Linked DNA regions of Gossypium hirsutum: region 1 is linked to region 2. Evidence: chromatin contacts called from public Hi-C data. All regions are on one chromosome and are shown on one strand. Each heading gives the region's core, a stretch centred on a gene start, on an enhancer-like site or on the middle of the called end of the contact. The rest is flanking DNA. Distances are from core to core; before and after follow the strand shown. Region 1 holds the start of LOC107922133 (probable serine/threonine-protein kinase PBL21). Region 2 holds the start of LOC107921047 (coiled-coil domain-containing protein 115).

Region 1 (4,749 bases), core at 684-3,183, 170 kb before region 2:
ATAAGAACCTCAACAATGAATTCCTGATGGCCCTGAAGACCGTCATGATTAAGTTGCTTCACTGCAACAATCTGGTTGGTTACAGACAATAAATGATCCAACTCAAATTTCAAAAAGTTACACAAGAAGTAAATAGACGGCAGATTCTGGGAATATGCTAAAGAGATACATAAATTTGAAAGTTATACAATTTAACCAGAAAGGCAAAGTGATGATAAGGAAAAGTGAAAAGCAACAAATTACCTCCCCCGTTTCCAATCGACCTTTAAAAACTCTTCCAAATCCTCCTTCACCAAGCAAATTGGTTTCTCTGAAATTCCTGGTTGCTGTTGCCAACTCTCGGAATGTGAAACTACGTGCTCCACTACCTTTGGAGCCTTTTCCTTGATCACTTCCTTTCTTATGCTCTGTTTACCAAATTAAAAAGAAAAAAAAATTAATAATCAAATCCACTGTGAAGAAAAAAAGCTTCCAAGTGAAATTGGGTATGAAAACCCTTAGCATTACCGTCTAGACTTGCTTTTCTTTTCGTAGCGCCGGAAACAGGTTACCAAAAATAAGAACAAATAAGCAAATTATGCGCGCGCACACACACACACACACAAAAACCAAGAGAGAAGCGGGGGAAAGAAAAATGGACCTGACGAATCAGCAGAATGGCGAGAATTAGTTCGACTTCCATTGTCAATGTCGATCCTTACATCTTTAGAACGAGGATTTAAGCAGGGAAAACAACTCATCCTCTTTCAGTGCAATTAAACAACCCAATTTGAACTTTGAACACTCCCAAAACAAACCTACTTAGAATTCATTAACCAAAATCTCCCATCGCTTCTTTCCTTAAACCAAATCCACCTTTCCGCATCTAAAAGAAAGCAAAAACACTCACTCTTCTCTTCTCTTCTCTTCTCTTCACTCCAAACAAAAGACCAGCACTGGCGCAGCCTTAATGCTTTTCGAATTTCTCAACAAAACGCAGCGCAATAAACAGAGAAATCTCTGTATGAAAACGTGCCAAACAACGAAAATTCAGCCAATAATTTTATTAAAAAAAAAATTAACTGGCAAATGACGAAGAAAATAATTAAAAGGAAGGAAAGCAAACAAAAAAAGTAATAATGGAAGTGGATTGGAACAAGAAAATTACAACAACAGAGAAGAGAAGAAGGGGGAAGGGTAAAAGTGAGAGGAAGTTGTGTTTTGGTAATCATGTGCCAAATTTAGTGTTTGTGAGATAGCGAGAAATTAAGGGCCAGATTTAGCGGCAAACAATAATGAGGTTGCCTTTTTGTTTCCTACTTTTATAAAATTAAATCATCTTTTGGCGTGATTTCTAAGTGTTTTGAAATTAGATGGAAAAATGAATAAAAAGAAGCAGTGGAACATATGAAGTGCATGATTGTAGCAGGTCGCTCTCCACATTTAAACCTTAGTGCCTGCCTTTCCTCTCCTTGCGTGGGTGGCCCCTCTGGCTGGCTCCCTTGCTTTCCCCCTTCTGCCCTCCATCCCCTCCCTTTCTTACGCCATTTGACACTGATATCACACACTCTTTATATTTTTGATGGGATTGGGGCTACGCGTTTTGCAATAAGGACGACACGGCCCTGATTCATTCTTTCAACCACCCGACCCCATTCTCTTTTAAATTTAATATCTGCTTTCTAATTCACTCGCCTCTTTATCATTATTTCTTATTACTACCGTGGTTGTGGGGTTTGGAAGAAGAAGAAGAAGAACCACCATCTTCTCCCGCTTTCACTCTTTCCCAATTATTTGGATTTTGTGAATACAAATAATCACTCTTAAGTCTTCTTCAGATAGTCATCACCACTATTACCAAAAGGAAATGTAACCCTTAATTCAGGGTGGATGTCGAAAAGTGAGAACAATTTTGGGTTTGGATTTGGATTGGGATTGGGTATGGTTTATGAATTTTAGGAAAAGGAAATTAAGAAGATGGTGTCAGGAAAATAAAAATGCATTCACGTCAAATCCATGTGATGCTTCTCAATAAGACAAAACGTCTCCCATGTATTTGATTCTTTTCCCTTCTCCTTGCACGTTTCCCAATTTTGAAGCTTTTAGTTCACCCCAAAAAGTTAAAAGTTGTAATAATAAATTTAAGTTTTCGTTACTTTGAATATCTATTTTAGTTGAATTTGGATGGGTGGTGCATTTACTTATAATTAGTGTAAAAATAGCGGTGGGCTGTGAGATTATATACTGTAGCGTGAGACAAAAAGTAAGCTAAACGCACCGCATCCAATAATCTATCCAAATTCACCCTTAGTCAATTTATTTTCTCATAGATGAAAAAAGTAATTGAATCATTAAAAGTTTAATTATATTCACATGATTATTTCTATATATTTCGTAAAAATTTAGAAAAAGTTGAAAATATTTAAAAATTCAATAATTTTCAAAAAAAAAGTTCACAATGTCTTTTAGAAAAAAAAACTTATCCATAATAGCAACAAAATACACATAAACTGTCACACAAATTGTCACATTTATTTCATTAAACTTTTAATAGTTTAGTCATCTTTTTTGTCCTAAAAAAAGTAATTTGACTAAGGGTGAGTTTGGATGGGCGGTGTGTTTACCCACTGTTAGTGTAAAAACGACGGTAGCGGTGAAATTAGATGCTGTAACGTGAGACAAAAAGTAAACTAAACAGATTGCACTGCACTCAATCACTCATCCAAACCCACCCTAAATTTTGAAGGTTGAGAGCTAACGTGACAAAAAAAATATGGTCAAATTCAGAAAATGGTTAAACATTAGGGACACAATTTGTAAATAATAAGAGTTAATTGCACTAGAATCCTCAAACTATGACCCTCATTTCAATTTGGTCCCCAAACTTCAAAATATTCTAATTACTTCTAATTACTTCCCCAAACTTCAAAATATTCTAATTACTTCCCCAAACTATTGATATTATATCAATTAGATCCTTCCCTTATTAAAAGCGTTAATTTAACCATTGAATCACACACCAAATCCTATGTAGCTAAATTCAAAATGAAAAAAATAAAGAAAAATAGAACATTGTCCCATAACTTTTAAAGTAAAAACTAAAAATAACAAAGAGTGAACAATAAAGCTTTTGTGAAAGCTTTAAAAACCTCAAAACTAAGATTTTTTAAGACATTTATTTTTACAATATTTAATTTTTTTCCTTAAAATTTTTATTTTAAATTATGTCGCATAAGATTTTGATGTATCGTTTAACAGTTAAATTAACTATTTTTGTAATGTAATGACCTAATTGATATAATCTAAATAGTATGAAAATGTAATTAGAACGATTTGAAGCTTAATGACCAACATAAAATGAGGGTAAATGTTTGGGATATTTAGTGCAATTAGCTCAATAAATAAAAATCTTGACTCTTGAGGAATTTTATATCAATACTACTTTTATTTTTCCCAAATTCAATTAACTCCTATTGAGCATCATTAATGGAAGCTTTCCCTTTCATTTCTTTTACCATAAAAATTATTAAAATAATATTTATTGTTTGTAAGATTTACGTAGTGATTTTAATTACAAATGTGAGAAGATTATCAACATGATTTTATCATTACTACGTTTAACACAATCATCTTTAATTATTATATCTGATATTCTATTAAATTTATACCAAAAAATAATTATAAGGAATTAATTAATTCTAATAAATATAACTCAGTTTTTAGCACACTCATTTTTCTTAATTGCAGCAATAAGAAAGATATATGTTGAAGTGCGTTTAAGCGTATTTATTTTCCGAATTAAGTGCTGAGGAGGAATTACAAATAAAAGTATGCATTATATAAAAAAAATATCAATTAGAGTTGCATTTCAACAAAAGTCTTTTCGATTATATCACAAACTCAATTGTGTTATCAGAAATGGATTGTACCTATAGAAAAAAAGAAAACAGTCTAATCAGTGGTCGATAATAAATTATAGAGCAAACTACGGCAAAGAGAAAAAAAAAAACAATCCAACCAAATGCAAATATATATTTATTTAATTATTGTTGAACCGAAGATATAATCGATTGAACTAAAATTCAATGGACTAATTAATTTGACCATTGGTCCGATCTTACAACATTGAACTCATTTGAGATATTCATATTTAATGATCATAAGTTGCATTTTTTATTTAAGACGTGAACCTTTTTATATATAGAGAGAGAGAGAAATTTTTAAAACTTGTTGATATACATATTTTGCTAAAAGGGAGAGGTTCACTTGTACGGTGTAAAAATTAAAGTAATTTTACATACTTCTGTAATTATTTTTGTGATTAATATTTTTGAGACCCAAGTGTTATATTTTATGGTCTATTTATGTAGATCATACATATCAAATTTTAATTTAATTTGAAATTTCTAGCCATTTGTTTTATGTAAAAAAAGTTCAATCGTTGAATATACATTAATATATAGAGTATTTTAGATCAACATGATAGAGATGTCAGATCGGTTCGAAAATTTACATGCATGACAAGTACAATTATATTGATAAATTTAATGATTGGATCACTAAAATATTAATTATCTAAATAATTACGGTAGCATTTTTCTTCTTACATACAAATTACTATTTGGGTTATATTATCTTCTCCATCTATAAATTAATAAAATAACTTACAAACATATTTCTCAATTTCAAAAAACTCATTTACTGTCGATTGAGTTTTAGTTTTATTGGTATCGGTATTGTTGTCAGTGCAAGAGGATGTAGGTTCGAGTG
Region 2 (4,845 bases), core at 945-3,444:
GGAGACACAAAGTTTTCCAAAATGAGTCCATGTGATTGTTTCTCTATTCGAATTTACTAAAACAATCAAATTTAACAGGAAAATCTATCATGTAAGCTTCCTTAACAAATATATCATAGAAAAAGGTTTTTCTAGTTGGCCCTGGAAACTACTAAAACAGATACATCACAGCTACTTTCAAATAAATAAAATAAGCATTCTGCGAAACTGAAACTGAAACTGAAACCGAAAGCAAAACAACAACAAAGAAGGAGCAAGAGTGGTAGAAATAGGATACTTACTGGGTCATCAACTTCACGTGAAGCTTTATTCTCAGATGAGGTCTTCTCCTCTTAAAACAGACAGAAGGAAAATGTGAGAAAACATACCAAACCATTAAGAAGCAATTATGGTTTGCAATTGGAATTCTGTAATTCCCATCATTTGGTTTCAATTTAAAGATTACCTAAGAATGAGCCTAACAACAATAGTTCCAAAACACTTTTTTTTTTCTTTTTTGCAAATAGTTTCAGACTTTCAGTTGATTGTATGTCTTCGTGCTATAATTAACATCCAAAGAGAGTGTCTACTTCTATATAGAGGGCCAAAACATACCATAAAGCTCGGTACTGCCCCTGTGTCGCAGCTGTGGATGTAATTTGTCTTGGCTAGATTGTTTCTCCCCCAACAAGGAGTTCTCATTGCTAGAAGATGCCCATTTGCATAATGTAAAGTGTGGTTTGCCCGAGTCAACTATTACAGATCATAAATCAAATAAAATTCCTTATAGCAAAAAGGTAAACGAACAGGTAAAACCCATAACCATATGTTTCAATATGAATGAGAATTCAATAACAAGGGGCTTTAGATCTAGCTGTCTAAAACAGTAAAACCTAATAGAGTAAAATCATTTCATATTCATATACAAGTACCCACATGCAGGTGCCACCAGAACAATCACACCTAATGTTGTCAAGGGCATGAGGAGCACTCTAGGCACTAGAACCTTTACATTGGCTTAGGTTCAAGGCACTAAAAATATATTGGCCTGAGTGAAGTAAAGTGTAATATGTATATGTGTGAGTTTTCTATGTGCCAGTATGTATGTGTGTATTTCTCTGTGCGTGTATAAAGCTTAAGAAATAACAAACTCTAAACTGTGGTCTACAAGCAAACTTTTTATTAGTCAACAAGCATGATTTCTTTATGGTCCATGTCTATAGTTGAATACTCAAGTATTGAGAAATATAGAGTTTAATACTATCACTTTCTTACTTATAAAGGTATACAAAAAAGCGCATCTAGTGGCGCCAGGTCAAATGGGCCTTGTCAAAAATGGCTTGATGTGCAAGGTGCAGGTGCCTTGACAATATTGACTACACCGAGTCCACTACTATAAGATAACCCTCTGCAGTCTAGTTTACAAAGTCTGCTTGAAGCACTATGCCGAACAATTTATACCAGGATCTGATTGCTTTTGTAGATAAAGCTGATAAATACCTTTTCCCTCATCTTGGGTTACAAGCAATGATGTAGCAGCAGGATGAGACGTATGGTCCAACAAGACAGTATTCACCCGTGAAGCACCCATGGAATGTCGAGCACTTGCCAGTTCCAACCATCCCTGATTTTTGGTACTTATTAAGACCAAAACAAGAAAAAAAAAATTGGGGAAAAACAAAAGCAGAAAAAAAGATCGAAGCTGGGTGGCATAAACAGGGAACTACAAGTAGATAAAACAATCAGGATTCAAAGGGTGATGCCTGGATCAATGCATCTTCTTATTTCACTTGGTAATGAACTTAACCCTGATTTACATGTTCATTGTCTAAAGCATTTCTGATAACTGAAGAACTAATTATATCTAATCAAAGTTGAAATTTCATCATTTATCAATCCAATCAAATATATCGGAGAAAGGGCGAAAAAAAGAAAAGATGTTTCTTACCCGGCGAAGTGTCGAAGATAAAGAATGAATGAGGGTCAAATAAGCGTCCATGGAGTCCATAAATTGTAAAACATTTGCATTCTCTTCTACTTCTTTGTCAGTTTTCCCATTTTCCAAGCTTGGGGTTTCATGATCTACTACTTCCATCTTCCGAAACCCAAAAATACCACCTTCTTCTCCTTACAGTCCCAACTCCCAATCCCAGTATGACTGAGATTGAGTTGCACAACTCGCAACTTAAAACATTGAGGGCATTATGGATTACATAAATTATAGGATCCTTTAGGCCTATAGATTAGAAAACTCATAGGTAAAGGCCCACGAACACATGTAGAAACACATTGAGCCAGGCCATCTGGAGTTTAAGCCCAATATCCTTGGGACGATGAACAGTATTGACTGAGTACACACCCAAATAGTCGAATATGAGAGAGTGATTACTATCCCATCATTCAGGATGATGAATTTGATTGTTATGTACTCTTAATTTATTGACTTTTGTTATGGAAAGTGAAGCTGCAGCTTTGATTGCGAGTATTATTTAATTAATGAACGGGGCTCATTATGAGGAACTGACAATCGATTATCTACAGACCAAGTATGTATCTTTTACACGGTTTTGTCTTCCTTTTCTTAGTCATGGACTTGCGCTGAACAATACTGTTGTATTATTATCAGCACCTTGCCAGAATGGTTTCACCATCCTCACCCCCATATAGTCTTAACTTTGTTGGTGATGATTTTGCTTACACACATCACTCCATCAAACATGAATGTATACGTGCTTGACACATGGTATAGCTCTAATTTACCTCGCCAAGGGCAAGTGTTGATTCCCTCCTTTTGCATAGTCTAACTTGATCCATGTCAATCACATCGTCCCCCATCTAAAAGGTTATCATGCTCTCTAAGTGATCATCTACAATAAGGCTAGCATAGACACGTGCCAAGACCTAGTGCCAAGGGATGGTCATCCTCACCTATAAATACCCATCCTTGGCCTTAAGAGTTCTCCTTCTCCTATTTCTTCTTCTTATTCTTCCTCTTCAACTTTCCTCTTCCATGCCATATATTTCTTCCTTTTTTTCCTCCGACGACTTTTAACACCTTACCATAATGTAAATTGTCATCTCCCCCTTCTACCTTTTTTAATCCTCAACAATTGGTGTAGTCAATAGTGATAAAATGACTTGTCTTGTGGAAGCCATCACCGAAAATCCCACTTTAACCACTAGTATTACCACCCAACACGTTGACTAAACAAGCTATCCTCACCTAGCTTGTCCTTACAACCCCTATAGTGACACTTGAAAACTGGTATAATCAACAACATAGGTATAATACCACATTCCTCCCCCCTCCACCAAACATATGCCTAATACCAAATTCTATGAGCAAACAACCCAAAATCCTAACTGTAACCCCAATTCATTCTCCCAACAATTTCTAGAACTAAAAAAACACATAAAGGCCCTAAGAAACCAAATGACAATGAATTATCTACCTAGAACAACAACTTCATCAAATTGAGGTAATAAGAAAGTTAAGAGTAGGACAACCCCCGTTTAGTTTTAAAGGCATAATGGTTATGTTGTTTCTTCCCTTAATGCTCATGTTCACGATGCACACCTAAAGTACTAACCAAGATCGGTCTTTCCTTAGAAGCAAAAACCTAGCATGACGAAATGGAGGTATTGAAGTAAGATATTCAGGCTCTAAAGCTTGATACTGAAGACATGGATTGCATATCATGTTCCAATAACCCCCTCATACTTAAGGTAGTAGTTGTCAATTTGCCACAGAGTTTCGAATTCCCTAAAGAAATCTATGAAGGTGACAAGGACCCAACCACTTAATGCAATACAATGACTATATTAATGTTTCAGGAGCTTTTGATACTCTTAAATGTAGAGTCTTCACCACCACCATAAGAATAAATGATCTGCCATAGTTTAATACGTCAAATTAGACTCTCTAATACACTCTAGGAGCTTATTCTCAAGTAAATTAAGTGTCATTTCTATGCTTTTGTTGAATTTTAGCTTTCACCATTAATAAATGTTTTTGGTTGAGTTTTTCCCCTTTTAAGAACCAAATTGGCAACATGGTGCCATAGGGGACCTAACGAGGTGTTTGAGTTAGTGTAGGAAGATGACAATGGCCCAACCTCAAGGAAAACATCATTCAAAGTAGGTGTCGCAACACTGCTGATATTAATGCTGCAACACCAAACCCTTTCATCTTGAGGATGTAAAAATTCAACGCGAAATCAACATAAAGCCTACTATCGAGAGAGTCGCGCCATCAAAGGTAGGATGTCGCGACACCAAGCCAATGTTGCGATATCGAGCTTCCTGAGTTGTGATATCCCTGGAGGTGTTGAAATGAAGGAATTGGAGCCAACACCAGTGATGCCGCAACACTGAAACCCCCACAACAATGAGTTCACTACTGTCTAAGGTACTACGACATTGAAGCCTAGGTGTCGCGACAACACTGCGTGGCAGAGAGAAAATAGCTACAGGGGTAGTCTTTTGTCCAACATTAACCCAAGCCAAAACATAACTTTTAGAGGCATTTTTGTCTAAAAATTGGAGTTGTATTCAGTTGTTGAAAGGCACTTTTGGCTGATAACTTTAAATGAGCCACCTTTTATTTTATCTTTTAAGCTCAGTAGTTACTCCTTCTTCATTTTTTAGTGTTTTAGTTCATAGCTTTTCTGATTTTAGTTGGTAGTTTAGTTAGTTTTTATTGTAGCTCTAGTATTAATTGCACTTTGGTACTTTAAATTTACTTTGTTTTTTATTTTCATCCAAGTCCTTCAAGATATTTTAGTTTATTTTCTTTCCAAAGTCTAAAAATATGAACTTTATTTGTATTTGTTAGCTCCATTGTTGCTGTCATCATCTTCTTCAAGC

Evidence for each region. Hi-C and Micro-C count contacts between places; a contact is called where the count stands out from the background.
Region 1: a contact with region 2 is called in a Hi-C map of leaf, with 2.0 times the contacts expected there. The contact joins the promoter of LOC107922133 here to the promoter of LOC107921047 in region 2. A contact is called at or near these places in 3 of 34 Hi-C or Micro-C datasets (all in leaf).

The regions. Positions count from the first base shown.
Region 1 is chrD01:15,923,732-15,928,480 of Gossypium_hirsutum_v2.1, reverse strand. It overlaps LOC107922133 (probable serine/threonine-protein kinase PBL21), which reads right to left and starts at 1,933. Exons shown (of 7, transcript XM_041087135.1): 1 at 1,429-1,933; 2 at 641-999; 3 at 244-407; 4 at 1-71. The coding sequence starts at 740.
Region 2 is chrD01:15,755,203-15,760,047 of Gossypium_hirsutum_v2.1, reverse strand. It overlaps LOC107921047 (coiled-coil domain-containing protein 115), which reads right to left and starts at 2,194. Exons shown (of 6, transcript XM_016850903.2): 1 at 1,928-2,194; 2 at 1,480-1,603; 3 at 595-732; 4 at 282-331. The coding sequence starts at 2,074.